6 separate regions of the Mus musculus genome follow, and regions 2, 3, 4, 5 and 6 are each linked to region 1. The links are chromatin contacts, called in public promoter capture Hi-C maps. All regions are on one chromosome and are shown on one strand. The core of a region is the stretch at or near the end of the contact, and the rest is flanking DNA. Distances in the headings are between cores, read along the strand shown. Region 1 holds the start of Rmdn3 (regulator of microtubule dynamics 3). Region 2 holds the start of Oip5os1 (Opa interacting protein 5, opposite strand 1). Region 3 holds the start of Plcb2 (phospholipase C, beta 2). Region 4 overlaps Chp1 (calcineurin-like EF hand protein 1). Region 5 holds the start of Ccdc9b (coiled-coil domain containing 9B). Region 6 overlaps Ino80 (INO80 complex subunit).

Region 1 (3,357 bases), core at 304-2,803:
GCCAGACAACTGCTAAAACATAACAAATGAGCAAAGTACAAGTGAGGAGAAAGCCAGGTCACTGGCCCTGCCACGTTACCACTATGTTATCAGACGCTGACAGCTGCAACCTAGGGTGATAAGTGCGCAGACACTCTTGCAGAACTCACATTCCCAGTTAGCACTGAATCAGAAGATATATGAGTGCAGTGGTCACAGAAAACATTTCCAATCAGCACGGAACGAGGGGGGCTACACGAGCCTCTGTCACCCAAATAAGGGGAGCGATTCAAAGCCCCAGCTGCTCTGCTTAAATGACTTAACCTGAAGACTTTTTACAAAACGAAATCCATTTCATCTGTCACTGCTGGCTTTCAACCATTTGGCTTGAGTTGCATGAATGTGCTCTCAGCCTGTGCTGTGGAAAGTCCACTGGACCAGACGACTGGGTCCAGCTTTACCTCTTACTCTGTAACAACCTCGAGAAAGTTACACAATCCCTATGAATCTTTCTTCATAAAAGGGATTTTTCAAACTTGGATTACTCTCCAAACACGACTTCATATCTGGATACATATATTCACGCCACCAGAACTTTTAATTCCAATGAGATTATTTCTTTTTCCTTCTTTCAGACTCTTCCTCTGTCAAACACACCCCTCACCCAGCACTTCTCAAATGCCCTCCGTACACATTCATGGGCGCGACCAGAACTAAAAGTGAAAGCTACAGTCCTGCACCAAGCTTTCCTGGAATCGGAGGAAAGGGCACAGCTTTCCTTTTTGGTGAGTTTTTCCTAAAACTGTGAAACTCAGCCTTTCCACTGCCCCGCCATCCTGCTCTGCGAAAGACAGCCCGAGCCCCAGTGCCATCAGTAAGTTATGACCTGTGCTCTTACCCTGGCGTCCACGCTCTGAAGCCTGCGCATAGTCCAGGGAGTTGGGCAGACTGTGACTCCGGCCATGGCGCTGGGTCCGTTTCCATCGCTGGCTGTAAAGGACGCACAGGAATCCAAGGCCGGCGGCAGTACCAAGTAACAGTCCCAACCCGGCGCGGGAGCCGCCCAGGGCCCCCAGTCTAGACATAGTGTACCTGCAGCCCGCGTAAGAAACAGGAGCGAACCGAGAGAGAGTCATGAGGCCGGCCCTCCACCCCCGAGGCAGAACCCGTTAGCCACGGCCTCACCCAGGTCCGGCCGGACGGTGCCGCAGCCCCCGGCTCACCCAGGTCCAGCCCGCGGGTGCCGCAGCCCCCGGCGCAGACGGACGCCCTGCCAAGAGGCAGCAGCGCCGGTCCAACGCGCCCCTGCCCAGTGCAGTCCGGCTTCCGCGCCCCTGGCCTCCCAACACCCTGTACGTGACAACCTCGCAGCCGGCTGCACACTCTCGGCCTTCCGGCGCCCCCCGAAGCCACGCTGGGCCCGCAGGAGACCAACTCAGACCCTTACCCAGCCACCAGCCACCATGGCAGCAGCAGGCACCGCGCTTTCACTCTGTCAATGATTTTGACGTCCTTAATCCGCGCCACCTGCTCCGCGCACGGTGAGACGCGCGTGGAGATGACGCACGAGGCTCTGCCTCCCACCCGGGTTCTGTGGGCGGGGCTACATCGGCGAATGGACGCTGTGCGGTTACCGGGGCCGCGAAGGTGGGTTGGGCTGTCTAGTGTCCGAGCCTCTGGGTGGACTTTACCCGGTGCTACGGCCAGAATGTGCTCCGCAAATCTCACGCTGCTTATACCTGGAAGATGCCACCACCCCCACCTCTTCTTAACACTGGCTTTATTTTCAGCTGAGTCGTTTACCGATTTTTCCAGTCAAACCCCAAACAACAGCGCCACTGCTAGATGAAATTGGAGTAAGTTGTTGGTTATCGATAAGATGTCCCTACATCGCTGGGACTCCTACAAGTTTTCAAAAATCCTCTTCAAGCCAGGGCCCCTGGACCAGGAGGATCATTGCGAGTTCGAATCTAATCAGGACTGTATAGTCTACAGAGCAAGCTTCAGGACAGCCAGGGCTCCACAGAGAAACTGGGTCTGATACATACCATTTCTGCTATCTTTGCTTTGTATGTTGCTGCTTTATTAAGTCAGGGGATCACTATATAGCCCAGACTGGCAAGTGCTGTGCCACTGAACCACATCATCAAACTTTTTTTTTTTTATTTTGAGGAGGGGGGACTTTTAAATTTTGAGACCAGACCTCAAGTTGCTGAAGTTAGCTTTGAATTCGCTCTGTAGCACAGAGAGACCTCGATCTTGTGAGCCTTCTGAACCCCAACTCTGCCAAAAGCTGGGATATGGTCTTTGTCATAAAGCCAAGCTTTGGCGTCTCTGGCCTTCTGCTTTGGCCTTCCAAATTCAAGACTACAGATTTGTCTGCCTCCAAATGTATTCATATATAAATGAATATAATATAAAGTATCTCACCATTTTAAGATAGACACAGGTTTTAGAGGACTTAGATAATCCCACTGTCTCTTTTTTTTTCAAAGATTTATTTATTTATTTTATGTATATGAGTACACTCTAGATGTCTTCAGACAGCACCAGAAGAGGGGATCAAAATCCATCACAGATGGTTGTGGTGAGCCACCATGTGGTTGCTGGGTATTGAACTCAGGACATCTGGAAAAGCAGTCAGTGCTCTTAACCACTGAGCCATCTCTCCAGCCCTCCACTGTCTTTTTTGTTTCTTGGTTTGAGTTTTTGTTTTGGGTTGGTTGGTTTGTTTGTTGAGATGGGGTTTTTCTGTATGGTGCTGGCTGCTTTAGAACTAACTCTCTCTCTCTCTCTCTCTCTCTCTCTCTCTCTCTCTCTCTCTCTAAGATTTATTTATTTATTATATGTAAGTACACTGTAGCTGTCCTCAGCTACTCCAGAAGAGGGCATCAGATTTCATTATGGATGGTTGTGAGCCACCATGTGGTTGCTGGGATTTGAACTTGGGACCTTCGGAAGAGCAGGTGACGCTCTTAACCACTGAGCCATCTTGCCAGCCCCTAGAACTCTCTTTGTAGACCAGGAGGGTCTTGAACTCACAGCAATCCACCTGCCGCTGTCTTAAACATTTATTATTAAATGTTATTAAACATTTGTTTAATCCCAGCATTTGGGAGGCAGAGGCAGGCAGATTTCTGAGTTCAAGGCCAGCCTGGTCTACAGAGGGAATTCCAGGACAGCCAGGGCTATACAGAGAAACCCTGTCTCGATAAATAAATAAATAAATAAATAAATAACATTTATTAAATTATTAAATGTTATTAAACTGTTATTAAACATTTTGGAGCCAGGCTGGTAGTAGTGGCACATGTCTTTAATCCCAGCACTTAGAAGGCAGAGACAGGTGGATTTCTGAGTTCGAGGCCAGCCTGGTCT
Region 2 (3,357 bases), core at 295-2,794, 440 kb after region 1:
CAGTCTGAGTTTTCACTACATGTGAGCACACACACATACACCTCAGGCAGGAGAATTCCTCACCTATACCCCATATAAATAGGAAAGACATAGCACCATGGTTTGATGGTAACAGCCCTGCAGTGTCACCTGAACCCCTGCTTAAGTGAGTTGAGGAGGGACAAGACTGTTTCTGCTGGTTCTTTGGGCAGCCCTTCGGCTTAGCCCAGGCCTCATTGCTTGATATCGCTCCTTTGGATTACTGTTGTCTGTGCATCTGTCTGTCCCTACTCAGTCCTGCACCTCACCATATTCCTCCGTTGACACTCACCTGGACCCCTCAGCTAGCTTCAATACTCTGTGTCTTTCTAAATGAGTTCATCAATATCTAACTGTGGTGACTTTTCCCATTTATATCAGCTCTGTCTGGATGTAGTAAAACCTCACTGAACACAGAGGTTTGTGTAATCCTTTGCAGGCCTTCTGTAGTCTAAGTATATACAGATATACAGTGTGCCTATTCATACACAGAGACATACGGTGCAGTGATGTGTGATCTGATAGTAGCTAACACTCAAAGAACCTGTCTTTGGATGGAGGACATTGTTGCTCACTTGAGATTCAGGACATAACCAGTGTGGTAATTCTGTTACATTGCAATTTGAGGCCAGCCTGGGATACACAAGGTCTCTGTCACCAGCCCAGCTATAAAGGGAAATCAAGGCTGATGGCCAGTTGCAGCCAATAAATCAATGTAGCTTGTGAATTTATTATTATTCAATAGGTTCTAACATTCTAATAATAATAACGAATAATGTAATTATTATTATTATTATTATTTTATTAGCCAATAGATTCAATAGACAACTGTGTTTTGTCTTTGTATGGCATAGCATCCTTATCACAGAGGGAAGCATAGAAATTTGGATTTAATAAATGGCCTAGTGATAACCCCGTCATTTAGGAAGCACTGCTTATCCAGAAGAACGTGTGTCATCACCTGGAAGAGTCACACTATTGCCTTCACTACCTCTCCTGGAAATACCGCTAAAGGATCTCTAAATCCTACAACTGGAACAAACAACAAATGCAGTTTAACATTTTCTCAGGCAGCGGGCAGGCCCTTTTAAGGTGAGGAAAACTACGCTACTGTATTGACCTTTAAACAGCAGGCAACATTCTCTCAAGTGGGTCAAAGTCAGAAGAACTGACACCATGAAATTGTTCCTCTGGGTGTAGTGTTAGTCCGGGTATAAAAATCCTTTAGCCAAGAGAGGAATTACTAGTAACAGTATATTTTTACAGTAACGATAATTTAAAATAGTCATTTGGCCTTGTAGTGCTATCTTACTAAAAAGTGAGACTGCCTCCGTGCGGAATGTTTTTCCTCAAGTGAATTACAACAACCCTTTTCCTCCTTAACTTCAACTGGAGCACTAAGCTCCAACAACAAAAAATAGAACCAGAGAGAGGGATTGATTGAAGTACTTCCCAGCCAATCCGCGATGGAAAAAGAGCGCGCGAGCAAGGTGCTGTCCAATCATCACTCGGAGGCGGGGCGGAGCCTTTCGCGCCTCCGCCCCTGGGTTGGCGGACAGGGGAAGGAGCGAAGATGGCGGAGTGAGGCGTGCCCCGGGCAGCTGGCCTGCGGGCCCGGGGCAGGCCTCCCGTGAGAAGCGGAGTACTTGTGCTGGACCGTGTGAGGTGAGCTGAGAAGTCCGTCTGTCTATCGGGAGACGAGCAGCCGGTGGGGCGGCACAACTCGGGACGGGGTAGCGGCGAGCCTAATGAGGGAGCCGGCGAGGCCTGGGCCTGACAGGGCTTTGCATTCGCAGCCGCGTCCGGTCGGCTCCGCCGCCTCCGGGTATGTGGCCGCGTCCTTCCCTTACCAGCGCTCCACGCCCTTCCTTGCGCCCTTCGCTTTGGCCGCTGCGTGCTTTGCCCTGGTTCTCTGAGTTGCACGTACGCCGGCCGTATCGGGAAGCCGCTGTGTGCACCTCCCTTTTATTTTTCTAAGACTATCTCTGTATTGTTTGACCCTTTACCGAAGGCGTCACCGGTTGAGGTTGACAGGCCTGTTGCAGCTCTGGGCATTTTGTGTCCCTGGCGCGTTGACCTTGAGATTTGCTGTAAGAGGCTCCCTCTGGTATTTTCATTTGAGTATGTGTATTACAGATAGACTCTTGCAGCCTTTACCTCATACTCGCCCCTGCCAAACTTTTATGACCGTAGTAAGCAGCTTTGTCCTTGGACGTCCTGATAATGCCCTTATGGCGCATTAGTTTCGGCAAACGGGTCTCAGTGGAATTCACCTATGTTGATTTCTTACCCAGGATCAAGGGAAACGGCTTACGATGCTTTTCTTTTCGTTTTTTTAGAACTATAGTTCTGGAAGTACTGCTGGAATCTCATTTGTGTAGTTGGTGTACACTGGTGACAGTGTAGTACTAACAAGATATTTATATTTGATTCTTATTTAATTTTATCTCTTTGTAATTGGGAGCCCCCTTACTTTTATTGGTATTCAGCTAAATTCTCGGAAAGTCTTTGCTTCTGAATTCTGGATCGGGGAGACATTTGCTGCGTGTGTTGGTGCTCAGGGCCAGAAATTTACATCTATCAAAACCTTGTTTCAGAAATAAACTGGCATATTAGTGAGAGCCAGTTCAAATGGAAAAATCATAATGTGAGTGAATGTTTGTGATAGATTATATGGTTTTTGTTAGCCCTAGACTTAGCAGAGCTGAAGCAGGAAGCACTTGCTTAGGGGGTGAAAAAAAAACCAAAAAACAAAACCCCTCCCCTTTAGCACAAGTAGTTTTTCTTTTTAATATGATCCACAAGTAGAAAAAAATAGGTATGAGCCAGAGGAAGGGAATATAACATCCTTCCTCATCTTAAAAAAGAGAAAGTCGTTTGCTTTCCACTAAAAGACAGCTCTACATTACGGGAGGTTTTCTGCGGAGTTACAGTTTCTCGCCCCTCCAGAGAGACTACAGTATCATATACAGTATCATAAACTCAGAGTTGCATAAAGCTTCAGAACTTCTCCAAAAATGTTATTGTTTAAACACTAATTCCACTAGAGGTGTACAGAAAGTGACATTATGATTATTCCTTTAGAATACTTATGAGAGTGAATTTTTTTAGAATAGATTGGTTGGAATATCTTTGTATACTTAATACCTGTAGTATCAGTAAAGGATATGTAGATCCTTGCTTTGGTTTGAATGAAGATGCCCCCATAGGCTCGTATGTTTGAATACTTGGGCCACAGTAGGTGGAACTTTTTGGAAAGAATTAGGAGGTCTAGGCTTGTTAAAGGTGTGTTTCACTGGCGTCAGGCTTTGAGGGTTCAAAGACTCAGAGCCAGCCCTG
Region 3 (3,357 bases), core at 265-2,764, 430 kb before region 1:
GGGTTGGGGAAGGGAATTGGTCAACCAGACACACAGGTTGGAGAAAGAATCACATGCCTTATCCCTGATGACCTACAGCCCCCCTCAGGTTATACAGGCTTCCCAGAGGAACTGAGAGAGTCACTTCACTTTTCATTGTGAGTCATTTTCCTCCTTCCATAGACTCTGAGACACGCCACATCACCACCATGTCACCAGCATGCCACCACCATGCCACACCAACCAAAACTTCTAGAGACCAACTTCTAGAGAAACAGAAAGCATTTCATGCCAGGGCCCCATCCCCACAGTTTTGACAGCCAGATGCCTTAACGTAACAAAGCCCTGAAGGGTCTAGCTTCAGACTCCCCTCAGTTCATAGAGAAACTAGACTAGCCAATCCAGGGAGCTGAAGTAATTGTAGGTGACCTCCTAAATGTCATGCGCTGTTGAGAACATCAGGCCTTCCTGAGGCCAGGCTAGAGCACTCTTAAGGAGGCCTATCCCTCTCTGAGTGACAGTTCTCATTTTATTCTTCTTAGACCAAAAGATTCTATGGTTAGTGGCTGTGTCTTCAGCCCAGAAGGACCAGAGACGAGTTAGGAAGGCGCAGACTCTGGGCTGGGGTGCAGATGGTCTTCCCTCCCCGGCCGGATGACAGGTTGGCAGGTAATAGAAGGCTGAGCTGAGCTGAGCCACCATGGGGGAAGCAGAAGTCAGTAAGTTCCTTCTCAGACCCCAGTCTTTGAGCCTCCCGTTTTCAACTGGATCCACGGCCCTTTTGTAACTCTTGCCACAGTAGTAGCTTGAGATAGAATATGGCTTCCCTGGGACAGGACACAGTTTGTTCTGCACACTGGGATGGTGCAGCTGGTTATGGGCCTCCTGCCAGAGCAAATTTGGGGTGTCCGTGCTGGGAAGAGGACCTGACTGACCTCTCTTCCTGATCTCAGCTGAGGTGGGAGGAGAGGGACATGCATTCCCCCTACCAACACTGAAGTTACTAGAAACAAACCTTTATCATCTTCGGGGATTTGAAAAGGGCAAATCAGGTCCAAAGATTTCTGACTCTGACTCCCCCCCACACACACACACAAACACACATAGCCCCCTCTCTTATTCCCAAACACAGAGGCTTCCTTCCCTACAGCAGCCAGGAGCACCCACCCTCACCCCAGACTTGTTTATCTAGATAGACTGTTGTGACAGACACATAGGCGCCTGGGTGCTGGGAAGACATAAACCAACCCTCCGTTCTGCAAAGCTCCCAAGCAGCCCAGCCCCCACCGTCCCGGGGGCTGGGGATTTGAGGGGGGGGAGGCGAACCCTACTCACATCGTCCCACTTGATGAAGCGCTCCCCTTGGCTCAGATATGCCTTCACGTTAGGGGGCAATAGAACAGGGTTGAGCAAAGACATGATGTCAAGTGTCCCTCTTTGGAGAGGTTGGGCAAACCTCTCCAGGGGACAGGAGAAGAGAAGGAAGAAGGGTGAACAGGAGAGGAAGCTTAGGCTAGGCTCACATGGCACCCGCCCAGTACTGGTCCGGAAGTCGGGTGCTCTTATAGCCTGCGGGGTGGCAGTAGCTGGATGCAGGACTCAGAGCTTCAGGCCAGGGCCCAGTTGATCTGCCTTGTAAATCAGCCTCCTCCTCCTCCTCCTCCTGAAGCCGGGGGCTGCAGTAGCTGTTTTGCCCAAGGGGGCTGAGCTCCCCTCCTGGGAGTTCCTCCCCCACCCCCTGCCTCAGCACTTCCTGCTCTGGGCTTCCTTCTCTGGGCTGCTGTGAACTGAGGGGCGGGCTATGAGATCTAGAAATGTTGGGGCCAGGACCCCGTTACAAAGACAGGCTTTACTCAGATTTACACACCCCCCCCCCCCGCCAATGGAAGAAAGTGATATATCATGGAGGGGGGTGGGAGATACCATTCCTGAGCCTTGGGCTGAGGCAAGAACACAAACAGTTCTTTAGGAAAAGGGTCCTCCACAGAGCAGGGGTTCTGTCCTCAGAGGGCGGGATCTGGAAGTGGGAGTCAGGGATGGGCCGGGTCCCAGCTGGCACTGAGTGTTTTGAATAAGCAAAGTCTCTCGGACACCCAGCTCCTCTTTCTCAGTGCTTCCTCCCCATGAAAATGAGAGCCAGGTGAGGCAGTATGCCTCTCACCCATGACACTTCTCTGCATCTTTGAACCTTTCAATGAATACCTAAAAACTCCACTGCCCAGCAGCTGCCTCACAGCCTAAGAGGCCCTTTGCTGCCGCCAGCACTGGAGTGTTCCTTCATGCACTGTGTTGCCTCACACACAGATCCTGGAGGAGAGAGGTTCTGAGAGGCAGACCAGAGCCTGCTCTAGCCCCCTGTTCAGGGTTTAGCCCACTCTAACCCAGTTCGGTTCTAGGTGTTGTGATCCTTACATCGTCCATATCTATCCCAGAGGCTCAGTTCCAGCCCAGCTCAGGCCCCAGTCACTTCCTCTTACCTAATAATGCACTCTTATCAAATGGCTTAGCACCGTTGGGGAGGCTAGAAGCTTAACCCATGATTTCCTTCCCCTCTGAGGCCCTGGCCTTCTGCAACAGGTCCCATCAGGGGTCTGTGTGCCACCCCTGACAACTGTGAACTACCCTCTCCAGGCCCTGGAACTACTGGCTAGGAGCCAGTGCATGAGAGTAGGGGCGGGCAAGAGAGAACAGGTTTAGATGAACAGGTTAGTTAGGGTTAGTGAGAATCAAAAGGTAAACTGTGGGTCTCTGGCACTAGAGGGATGGGGTCAGGAGTTCAAGACTAGGCTACAAGAGAGCCTGCCCACCTCCCACCCCACCCCCAATAAAAGTAGTGAACTTCTCAAAGAAAGCTAGCTTAGAAATTAATTGTCCCCAGAAAAGCAATTCTAAGACCAGATCTGAATGAACGGCCTGGAAACCGGCTCCCAAACTCCTGCAGGTGACAGGTGTTCCAACCCCTCCCTCAGTGTCTCTCCTCAAGCCCTGCCTTCAGCCTTGGATCTCCCTGGGAGACTCCTGGGAGCCCCTGCACATCTGGCTGTCTCTGTGGGATCAGGTTTCCTGTCTGTTTGAATGAATTTTGCAAGGGAAATCCCTGCCCCTTCCCAAAGCCTACACCTGTCACCTGCACGGAGCTAGTCCCCATTTCCAAGTTCCTCCTTCCTGTCTTGCCTGCAGCCATAGGCCTGGAAGAAAGCCTAGAAGGGAGGAGGGGTGTCTCTGTTCCTCCTTCAAAGAATTCTGGGTTCTTTGCACCTTCCATCTCTGGCCCTAAGCCCACAGAAGAGAAACTTTATATCCATACCCATTGATGGCATCCCCTGGACAGGCTCTGGGATTCCTGACTGTAGTAACATCAGTGGCGCTCACCTGCTA
Region 4 (3,357 bases), core at 219-2,718, 420 kb after region 1:
ATTATGCATGCATATGGAAAGGAAGCTTGTTAAATGGACTTTTAGGCTACTCAAGATCAAAGTGTTGGCTATTTCTTAGTCCATAAGAAACAGTCACCATGGGCTGGTGAGATGGCTCAGTGGGTAAGAGCACCCGACTGCTCTTCCGAAGGTCTGGAGTTCAAATCCCAGCAACCACATGGTGGCTCACAACCATCCGTAACGAGATCTGGCGCCCTCTTCTGGAGTGTCTGAAGACAGCTACAGTGTACTTACATATAATAAATAAATAAATCTTAAAAAAAAAAAAAAAAAAAAAAAAAGAAACAGTCACCATGAATCTATATAGTTTAGTGGTGGATGGTAACCTAGCTTGTGGAAGACCTTGAGTTTGATTCTGAAACACTGCAAAAAGACAAAACATACAAACAGAAGATTTCCACCGTGATTGACATGGCGTTCTGTTATATTTCCTAATCAGAGAGGATCAGGTAAACTTCCGAGGATTCATGAGAACATTGGCTCATTTCCGACCCATTGAGGATAACGAAAAGAGCAAAGATGTGAATGGCCCGGAACCCCTCAACAGCCGGAGCAACAAGCTGCACTGTAAGGAGCATCGTCGTCCTTCTCTCTCCCCAACATCTGTGTGATCCTTTACTCCTTCTTCTTTCCGTTTCTTTTGTTTATTTGTTTGTTTGTTTGTTTTTCCAGACAGGGATTCTTTGTGTAGAATTGACTGGAACTCATCCTGTAGACCAGGCCAGCCTCAAACTCAGAGATCCGCCTGCCTCTGCTTCTCAAATGCTGGGACCCGGCTCATTTTCTTTTTTTCTTTTTCTTTTTCTTTTTCTTTTTCTTTCTTTCTTTCAAAGATTTATTTATTTTATGTATGTGAGTACACCATTGCTCTCTTCAGACACACCAGAAGAGGGCATTACACCCCATTACAGATGGTTGTAAGCCACCATGTGGTTGCTGGGAATTGAACTCAGAGCCTCTGGAAGAGCAGTCAGTGTACTTAACTGCTAAGCCATCTCTTCAGTACATAAGCACTCTTTCTACTGAGCAACATCTGTAGTCCCCACTAAGAGATTCTTAATGTTGTAAGTGCTTCCAATATTACCTTGCATATACTGAGTGTTACCTGCCATTGTACTTCATTTATCTCCTGTGTGCCAGACCCTGTAGAAGATACTAGAGTGACAGGGAACAAGACCCCAGGCCCTGACTGTGAGAGTTAATGTTGGTCATCCATCTATTTTAGAATTTCATAGATTGTGGATTTTACTAAAGTACCAGTAACAAAATGGCAGTTTCCTGTGCCTCTTGCCTTCCTTTCTTTCGATAGTTACTACATTGCCTTCTGCCCTGGTTGGACTATTGCCCAATCCCTTACAAAACTTTTCCAGGAAGCTGAAGTTGAATTTCTACTTTTCTTTCAACACAAGTTGATACTGAAATTGTGTGAAACTAATTGAGCCCAACTCTGCCCTGAAAGAGTGCATGGTGGTGCCCAGAAGTTTGTGAAGGTACAAATTAAATGGTGCTCCCAATGATACAGATACTAGAAGGTTTGAGCTCAGTGGGTAAGAGTGCTGACTGTTCTTCCGAAGGTCCTGAGTTCAATTCCCAGCAACCACATGGTGGCTCATAACCACCCGTAATGAGATCTGACGCCCTCTTTTGGAGTGTCTGAAGACAGCTACAGTGTACTTATAATAAATAAATAAATCTTAAAAAAAAAAAAGAAAAGAAAAAAAATATTAGAGCAAATTCAAGTGAGTTGGAGTACATGATGCTGCATTTGCATACATTTGACAAGTATTTCCTCCCATTTCTGGCTGTCGGACTGTGTCTATTCATCTTCTTAGGAGAAGTGTGGGTTCATTTTTGTTGGCATTTATGGTGCAGTTTGAGAATCACTAAAGTACAGGGAAGATTTTTGAACAAAAGTACTAAAAGACTCTTGAGCTTCACCTCTAATTCATGGTTCTTAAAGAAGAGCAAAAAATTTCAGTAGAAACAAAGCTGAATACAGACAACAGAATCCTGTGAACTACCCTCATATTTATTATAAACTGGACTAATGAGCCACATTTTCTTCCTTCAGTACCAAGTACTGTTTGCTTCATGCAAAGCCTTCTGTCTGCGGGTCTTGTGTTTTTATTTATTAAGTTATTTTTATTTCTTTTCTTTTTTGTTTTGTTTTGTTTTTGAGATAGGGTTTCTGTGTATAGCCCTGGCCTTTGTAAACTTTGCATACCAGGCTTGCCTTAACTCACAGAGAGATCCTCCTCTTTTGGGATCAAAGACATGTGCCACTACAACCAGCTTAAGTTATCTCTGCTGTTTGTATAGACAGAGTCTCACATTGTATCCAGACAAGTCTCAGACTTGGGAGACTCTCAACCTCCTGAGAGCCACCACATCCAGCCATGATTATTGGTTTAGCATATGCTAGTAATGTCTACCTGATCTTCATACCATAGTATAAACATTGTCTTGTGGGTCTCGAGACCAAGAGTTAATGAACAATTACATGTGATTCAACTTCACAGTAAACACAGTAAACACTTGGTAGTTTTAATGTTGAGCCAGTAGTTCTCTTTCCTTTTTCTTTTTGTTTGTTTTTTTTTTGTTTGTTTGTTTCAAGACAGGGTCTCACTATGTAGCTCTGGCTGTCCTAAAACTCACTATACAGACCAGGTTGGCCTCGAGTTCACAGGAATCTGCTCACCTCTACATCCAGAGTACTAGGATTAAAGGGTGGGCCACCTTGCCCAGCTTGAGCTGTTTTCTTCAGTGTGTCTGCTGATGGAGGCTGGATCATGTCTTTATTATACATCAAATAACAGGATGTGGTATTTGGTCAAAGAACCATCCTGACCTTGGATTGCTGAGGTGCACAATGATGATGGAAAACCTGGCAATGGATGCCAGTGAGACAGATCAAACCCATTTGCATTGCTTCCAGAATCACAGGTACCTGGATAATAGACGTTTTAAGAAAAAAATTTTTTTCTTTCTTTTCACAGTCATGTACTCCTTTATCTATGGATCCAAGGGTTAAAAGGAATATTCTACAAGAACCTCTGTTCTTGCACAGGGAATTATAGCTTTTCCTGAAGCAGCTTTGTGCATATATGAACATGGATTGCTCTTTTTTTTTTCCCCTTAAAGGCAAGGTCTCACTATGTAGCCTTGGCTGGTGTGTAATTGATATTTGGACAAGGCTGGCCTCCGAATTCAACTGAGATCTGCCTATCTCTGCCTCTTAAACATTAGGATTAAAGGATGCACCACCATACCCTCCTGAGCATTTCTTTTAAAAACAAACACTTCCTAGAAGCTGCAGACATGACTTACAGGTTAATA
Region 5 (3,357 bases), core at 335-2,834, 390 kb before region 1:
TTACATGCAGAGCTGTAGGACTGGGAAAGTCTGTTCAAAGGTTTCTGTTTGGTAGCCTTTCATCTGTGGCCCTTTGGAGAAGATGGCAATAGCTTGGGAGGTCTGTTGTTGCTGGGAGACACCCAGAAAGGCAATTAGGAGAAATGGGATAGTGTTAACACCCCAGGCATGGTCCAGGCCTCAACCCTGCCTGTCTCCAAGGTGAGACTTACACCGGGAACCTGGCTGATGGTGACCGTGAGGCTGTCGGGTTGGAGGAGCCCTGGAGTGGTCACAGCCATGCCCCCCTGCTCCGCCTGCCGACGATCTTCCTCGATCTCCTGTGGGAGGGCCTGAAGTCAGCAAGGCCATGGCCCCCCAGGCTCACAGACACACAGACACTGACAGGCCTACACAGAAAAACACCAATGGGACACCAGGGGGCAGAGGCACCACATCACCAGTGCCCAAGACTTTGATGGGGGCATGGGCTAAGGCCCTCAGAGAGAACCCACTGTGTAAACAGCCTTTTGAAGGTAGCCAGGGACCCCAGCCACAGGAGTCCTCTCAGCCGACACAACACACTCACCTGGTACCTTCGTAGTAAGGCCTGGTTCTTCTTGCGCAAGGCAACTATCCTACGGTCCAGCTCGGCATCTTTTTCCTCATGCCGGCGCATTGTGGACTCGGCTTTGTGGGGCCCCTGTAGAAGGCATGGAACCCAATACAAGGAACGGATTTTAGCCCCAAGCTACAGCACCCAGGGTGAAAGAGGTTTCTTAGGAAGATGGTCTACAGAGGGCCAAACCCCACCCCAGTGAGGCCTGTCTGCCAGTTTGCCTACTGAGGGCTCAGGTCAGGGTTTCATACCCAGGGCCTCGGCTCCCAGCAGCAGGCTGCCCCTCCCCCTGGCTCCCCAGGGGGTTCTGCTGTGAGCACAGTCTGGAATGAGAGTTAAAAATGGCTCTGGCAGCCGAACCTGCCGTGACTGGGAAGCTGCCAGGGGATTCAGGAGGTCGAGGGGGGACACTTTGCCTCCCAAATCTAGAACCACACACACAGAGACAGGCTTTAGCTTGGTTCTGGCCTCCCAGGCACCGGACCCCACTCCCTAAGCCTGTGCCCAGTCCGAAGGAGAGAGCAGCTCCCACGGGCTCCGCGAGCCCTCCAGGTCTGAGCTGCTGACTGATGGGGCAGGAGAACAGCAGGCCCAGCTGGGAGCAACTCTGGGCCGAGCCATGCCTCTGCATCAAGATCTGCGGTTCTTCTCTGTCTGGCTGTGGGGTCTATGTTTTGCTCAGCGCCTTGCCCGGCCCACCACCTGCCTCCTCGTGGCTCTCTTTCTCCCAGGCCCAGCTGCCACCAGCTGTCCCCAGAATGTGGCTGCTTCGTAGCTTAGCTCCCTCCCATCCTCTAGAAGCCCCCCTGCCAAAGAGGAGGTGCCACTCACGGCCAAATGCATGGAAATACCAGGCGCTGAGAGAATTTCAAAACAGCTCCCGGGAGCCAGAGCTGGAGGGAAGCTGGAGCCACCAGAGCCGGCCCTGTCGGCCTCTCCCTGCCGGCTTCTGCTTCGCTGCTCAGCACAAGAGATCATGTTGTGATTACAAAAGAGCGCTCTGGGCTCCCAGCCAGGAACGCCTAGCCGCCACCCCCACCCTTCCACTCGCAGAGGGCGAGGACCGGGGCACCAGCAGCCGGCTGGTCTTGTCTAGCACATATCCCTGCCCTGCCTCAGTGTCCTCGCACAGGAGATCTAGGCACGAAGGGCCCACTTTCACCTGTGATCCTGAGCCCCAGTAAGACCCGCCCGCCTGTGTGTGCCCACAAATGGGATAGCTGGGTCTTCATCCCTCCCACTAGGAGAAAAAGGCAAGAGATGCAGGTTCCACACGATGGCTGACGGCCCTCCCTCGGGGCGTTTCTCTGCTTTCCTGCTGGCTGTCCAGTCAGCGCATTTAAGTCGTTAGATAAGAGTGAGAAACCTCCTCCCCAAGGCCATCTCACACCACCACAGACCCAAAATGCCACTCTCCCCCATTTGGTTTCTGAGCTGGAATGTGCTTTTCTCTGTACTCCAAGCATGGCCACTCCTGGAGGCCTAACTCTCTGGGTCTCCAGACCCCTACCATGCTAAAAGGAGCCTTTCTATGGGGTCCTTAACCCAGCAGAAGCTGGGAACAGTTAGCAGCCCTCTTCCCTTGGGATCCTCTCACAGAGCCCTTTCATCCTGACACTCCCAGGATAACATTTGCAGACTCTCAGATCCCAAGAAAGGACACAGACTCCTTCCCCAAGTAAGTATCTTCACACAGCCGAGGCCAGTCTCTGCCCAGGGGTGCCTAGGTCAGCTTCAGTTCTTATGTGGTCCTGACTTCCAGGCCTTGACATGAGTGTCACAAACTCTGGCATCCCCTATGTCCCTGACTGACCAGGCCTCAGATATTTCCCCTCACCATAATCTACCCCCACCCCGGTCTCTAGCCACCATGCTAAGGCCCTTTGCTGTCCAGGCTCTCGCCCCTGGCCCCACACCCCCATCTCTGCAGCTCCTGAGTTCCCATCCTGCTTGCAAATGCCACTGTGTACCCTCCTCCCTTCCTGCCGGATGTTCCCACTGAGTCAGACTCTTGTCTACTTTCCCAGCAACAGTGACGCACCCGAGCTCCTAGATCTCTCTCTCTCTCTGTCTCCCTCTCCGCTTTTGTCTACACACACATACACACACACACACACACACACACACACACACACACACACACACACACGTACAAGCACACACTTCCTCCACCTTCTCTGCACCCTGCCTCACAAATACTGCTGAGGTCAGCCTTATCCCAGAAACCTCCAGAAGTCCCAAGCTTCCCACTGTAACCGCCCCTGCTACACAGATCGCAGTCCGAGAGGGAGAGAGACCTAATGCAGCCCCCACTCTTTGTAATTTTAGTCCTTGATCAGGTTTAGAAAGGAGGGATGTAAACAGACTACAGAGACGAGGCCAGGTTTTTGTCCTTCTCAGCTTCCACTGCCAGCCAGTGTCAGAGCAGAGGGGTCAGGAGGCACAGGTAGACATCTGGCAACCCTGCAGATAGGATGACCCAGCCCCCTGTAAGAGCTTCAGGAAGATATCCTGAATGTAGACACAAAAGTTTCCCAGCCACCAGGCTGAAGTACCATGTACCCTGAACAGCTCCAAAGACAAGACTGAAGCTCCAGCTGCCGGCCACGTGTTTCCAAGTGTCACTCACAGCTTCTCACGCCCTTGAGCAGACCCCACAAAAACACGGTTTACCAGTCTGCTCTCCCACCGGACAGAGGCAGATTGCTATACTAAGTGCTCTGAGCTTCCCCCATTGCCTGGCCCAGTGCCCCCATGCC
Region 6 (3,357 bases), core at 377-2,876, 260 kb after region 1:
ACCAGCCGTTCTGGGGTCTAATGCTCAGCAGCCCTCCAGCTGGCTCTGGGAAGAACTGGGATCTGCGACTCAGCCAATCCGTAGCCAGCTCAGGAGCCCCATTCAACAAACACTGCTTGGCAGCCAGACTCCCTCCTTCCTTCAGAACTCCTCTCTCATACTCTGCACTTCTGTCATTACAGTAAGAATCCAACGGCACTGCGGTGACCTGCAGGGTAAAATTCGCAGACAATAAAATGGCTCTTCTGCCATTTGTCACACACATCAAGCCTTTGAGGGAAATCAACTTTTTTTCCTTCTGAGATAGGATCTCATATAGCTCAGGCTGGCCTCCAAATTCTCAAGAAGCCACCTGAGTAGTCCTTTCACCTACCCAGTGGGGGTTATAGCAAGTTTCAGGCTTGTGAATGCTGAGCTCTATCCCTAGGCCCACAACTCTGAAATCAGATCAATGTGAATAACCTCAGACTGGTGGCTTTATATTTCATCCTCTAGCATAGTAAGATGAAGGCAAAGACTAACTCAATTTGAGAGCTTCTCTGGGCAAACTGGTAATCGCTAATCACATGAACCTGCAATCAAAAGATATAAAAAGGTGCATGTAGATAAAGTAAGATTCTAGTCTGGATATCTACTCTCAATATACATTTACCACCCACTTATTACAAGTGCTATGGCCACTTATGACAGTGATGTCAGAAAGGAAGCCTGAGACAGACAGCAGTCAGAAAGGACTACAGTGTTTGTCTGACACACCTTAAGCTATCTTTAATGCTTTCATGGCAAAACTTCTTTGTTTCTGAATACTTCGCATGGATAAACCTAAAGGAAAAAAAGGGAAACCCTCTTTCAAGCCATGCTGGAAAAGGAAAAAGGAACACAGGGGATAGAAGGAAGCAAACATCAATAAGCAACAGATTCATTCTCGACAAGGGCAGAGACTACACAAAACATCATCATATAGTACATATAGTACACCCCAATAAAACTAAAATGTGGCCTTCCCAAAGGAAAAAGATTACTTTGCCAATTTAGAAACACAGGTTTGCCTGTGATGTCATGTGGTAAGAAGACTGTTAAACATAACCTCTTGTTAACAAGTAAAGGCTGTACTAATCCACCAGTCCAAGATGATGAAAAAGCTAAAAGCCCATTCACAGTAAGCAGTAAATAAGACAAAGCTTAAAAGCAGACAAAGAGATGGGGAGGTGGGAGGTATAAAGAGTGAGAGCCAGAGTGTGGGAGGATCAGAGCACAGGGCATCTGTTGTACCAAGTTAGGCAGCTCTATTACTTCTTGGAACATAGGTTGCTATAAAGTCTGCTCTGCTGTGAACTATTGTGTTTTTCATGTATCAGCTGTTATAGAGGAGTGATCCTCAACCTTGGATATGCTCCTTGATGGGAGCAGATCACAGAGGTGACTCTAGAGAAGGGGGAGCCAATACACACCCCAGCCTCGGAAGCAGAGCTATACAATACAGCTAGCTGAATGTGGAGCTGCAGGTGCTTCTAAAAACCACATGGTACCAAGAACAGAGAAACAGTCTCATTTATCAACAGCCAGATAAAAACACTAGTTGGCATGCAGAGAAGAACTGAGTCTGTTATGAAACAGTGCCATCTATGGCTCATTTGCAAAATTACCTAAGGCCAGAGCAAAGGGCCAAGAGCTCCCAAGCTTGGTCAGGGTTGAAATGTTCCTGCAGACACATCTAGGGACCCTTACTGATTTCTTTCCTCCAGAATATTTTTTGTTGTTGTTTTCCTTCACACTCACTGTGTCTTTCAATAGATTATTACAAAGATGGAAACACAAAGCAGGTTTACAAGAATGGCATCTCTCTGAAATGGCTTCTCTACTCAGCAATCCAGCAGACTCTGGCCCAGAGCAGACATCTACCATGTAGGATGTTAGTCACATCACCTCAAAATAGATATCACAGTTGTACTTCTATAAAATGACTGAATGTCTGACCTTAGGGAGGTTCTGCATTATGTTCAACACCATGCACCCCAGAATGAGTAAAACGGTAAATTTTTTCTTCCTGACTGCATTACCTTCTCCAAATGAGGAGTGAACTTAAGGACTTACTCATGTTAGATAAACCTTCTTCCACTGAGCTACATCCCTAGACGCTTTATGGTTTTGGGAAGCAGACCTCACATGCAGCCCAGCTAGCCTAAAACTCATATTCCTCCTGCCTTAGCTTTCCAAGTTCTGGGGTACTGGATAGTGGAAACTAACACTGGTATATTTTACCCTAAAACACAAATCCTCTACCTTCTCTTGTCTTTCTGGGATGAAAAATAACTCAGAGTAGAATTAAGACTTTGGGCCATAATCTCAAGATGGAAAATCAGACATTAGATGCTCAGAATGAAGGACAAGGGAAGGAGAGTGACACAGGCCCAATGCTCTCCTGCTAAGGACACAGATCTAGGCGCTCTTAGCAGTTTACAAAGCAAAACATTTCAGTTATAAACTTTCACCAAGATTTCATTTTTTGCTGACATCCACATCCAGGGCTGAATAAAAGGCAACTTCTTTCTTTAATGTGTATGTTTTCCTAACATGTATGCATATGTACTATGGCTGTGCCTAGTGCACATGAAGTCAAAAGAGGGGAAGAGATTCCTTAGAACTGGAACAATCAGTTATAAGCCATCATGAAGGTGCAGGGAATCTAACTAAAGACACAATTCTTAATGATTTTTTTAAAAAAGTTTTTGATAAGCTTTGACGATGAGCCCTGGTTCAAGATATATGTGGACTTATAGAATATCATGGTCTAAGTATGTGAGCAGTATATTTTGGAGGTCTAAAAGAGCAAAAAACTCCATTTCTACTTAGACTAAATCCTACTTCTAAGTTAGCTCCAACCTAGACAGCTTATTCTGCAAACTCTGAAGGTGTAGGTATAGGAGCGATGAGGCAGGAAAGAACATTCTTTCCTCCACCCAATGGGAATGCACACTGGGTCTAGTTCAGGCATGTCTAACCTGTGCTTGCAGGCCAGATGCAGTCATGGATAGCTACAAATACAATATAACTCTTTTGTTTGTGACAGCATCATATCACAATGTCTAAAGGTTGTGCCCCTTGCAACTTGCACATGCAAACCCCATGCCTTGCTTCATTAACCTCCGAAGTTACTGTAGTTTGACGAGATGCTTCATTAAGCACTTAAGGCGTCCTTCCTGACATGTGTGTTCCTGCTCCAGCTGTGGGAATCTTCTGGGTTTGTAAGATGAATAACCAGGGTCTTCCTTACTCAGCTAATCACCTACAACTATTTCTCAGCTATTGAAAAATAGCTCCTTCCTTAATGGCAGTTATCCCAGAACATGAACCAGA

Evidence for each region. Promoter capture Hi-C pulls out the DNA fragments that hold promoters and counts their contacts. Capture Hi-C pulls out chosen DNA fragments and counts their contacts.
Region 2: a promoter capture Hi-C map of pancreatic islet shows a contact between it and region 1. The contact joins the promoter of Oip5os1 here to the promoter of Rmdn3 in region 1. A contact is called at or near these places in 5 of 39 promoter capture datasets (the C10 cell line, hippocampal neurons, liver and 2 more), 1 of 484 Hi-C or Micro-C datasets (B cells) and 1 of 9 other capture datasets (pancreatic islet).
Region 3: a contact with region 1 is called in a promoter capture Hi-C map of the HPC-7 cell line. The contact joins the promoter of Plcb2 here to the promoter of Rmdn3 in region 1. A contact is called at or near these places in 3 of 39 promoter capture datasets (the 3T3-L1 cell line, the C10 cell line and the HPC-7 cell line).
Region 4: a contact with region 1 is called in a promoter capture Hi-C map of the C10 cell line, with 2.2 times the contacts expected there. The contact joins the enhancer-like site here to the promoter of Rmdn3 in region 1. A contact is called at or near these places in 4 of 39 promoter capture datasets (the C10 cell line, hippocampal neurons, liver and 1 more).
Region 5: a contact with region 1 is called in a promoter capture Hi-C map of pre-B cells, with 5 times the contacts expected there. The contact joins the promoter of Ccdc9b here to the promoter of Rmdn3 in region 1. A contact is called at or near these places in 8 of 39 promoter capture datasets (the 3T3-L1 cell line, 3T3-L1-derived adipocytes, the C10 cell line and 4 more) and 2 of 115 datasets of contacts at active chromatin or transcription factors (embryonic midbrain and pancreatic cancer cells).
Region 6: a contact with region 1 is called in a promoter capture Hi-C map of hippocampal neurons, with 2.0 times the contacts expected there. The contact joins the enhancer-like site here to the promoter of Rmdn3 in region 1. A contact is called at or near these places in 4 of 39 promoter capture datasets (the C10 cell line, the HPC-7 cell line, hippocampal neurons and 1 more), 2 of 484 Hi-C or Micro-C datasets (LSK cells and cortical neurons), 1 of 115 datasets of contacts at active chromatin or transcription factors (bone marrow-derived macrophages) and 2 of 9 other capture datasets (macrophages and pancreatic islet).

What each region holds. Positions count from the first base shown.
Region 1 is chr2:119,155,481-119,158,837 of GRCm38.p6, forward strand. Rmdn3 (regulator of microtubule dynamics 3) reads right to left here and starts at 1,554. Exons shown (of 13, transcript NM_001033136.3): 1 at 1,427-1,554; 2 at 878-1,071. The coding sequence starts at 1,064.
Region 2 is chr2:119,592,752-119,596,108 of GRCm38.p6, forward strand. It overlaps Oip5os1 (Opa interacting protein 5, opposite strand 1), which reads left to right and starts at 1,545. Exons shown (of 3, transcript NR_027832.1): 1 at 1,545-1,683.
Region 3 is chr2:118,726,924-118,730,280 of GRCm38.p6, forward strand. Plcb2 (phospholipase C, beta 2) reads right to left here and starts at 1,515. Exons shown (of 32, transcript NM_177568.2): 1 at 1,315-1,515. The coding sequence starts at 1,398.
Region 4 is chr2:119,571,308-119,574,664 of GRCm38.p6, forward strand. Chp1 (calcineurin-like EF hand protein 1) reads left to right here. Exons shown (of 7, transcript NM_019769.3): 4 at 461-588. Among named protein-coding and RNA genes, the nearest start is that of Oip5os1, 21 kb to the right of the region's middle. Within about 2 kb of position 1,469, at least 16 of the 459 cell types and tissues checked have an H3K27ac peak or open chromatin away from gene starts, as enhancers often do. A contact at or near this core is called in liver, where this site is marked.
Region 5 is chr2:118,761,077-118,764,433 of GRCm38.p6, forward strand. It overlaps Ccdc9b (coiled-coil domain containing 9B), which reads right to left and starts at 1,585. Exons shown (of 11, transcript NM_001001982.2): 1 at 1,430-1,585; 2 at 569-682; 3 at 213-320. The coding sequence starts at 1,576.
Region 6 is chr2:119,412,420-119,415,776 of GRCm38.p6, forward strand. Ino80 (INO80 complex subunit) reads right to left here. Exons shown (of 36, transcript NM_026574.4): 26 at 1-208. Among named protein-coding and RNA genes, the nearest start is that of Chac1, 63 kb to the left of the region's middle. Within about 2 kb of position 1,627, at least 28 of the 459 cell types and tissues checked have an H3K27ac peak or open chromatin away from gene starts, as enhancers often do. A contact at or near this core is called in cortical neurons and hippocampal neurons, where this site is marked.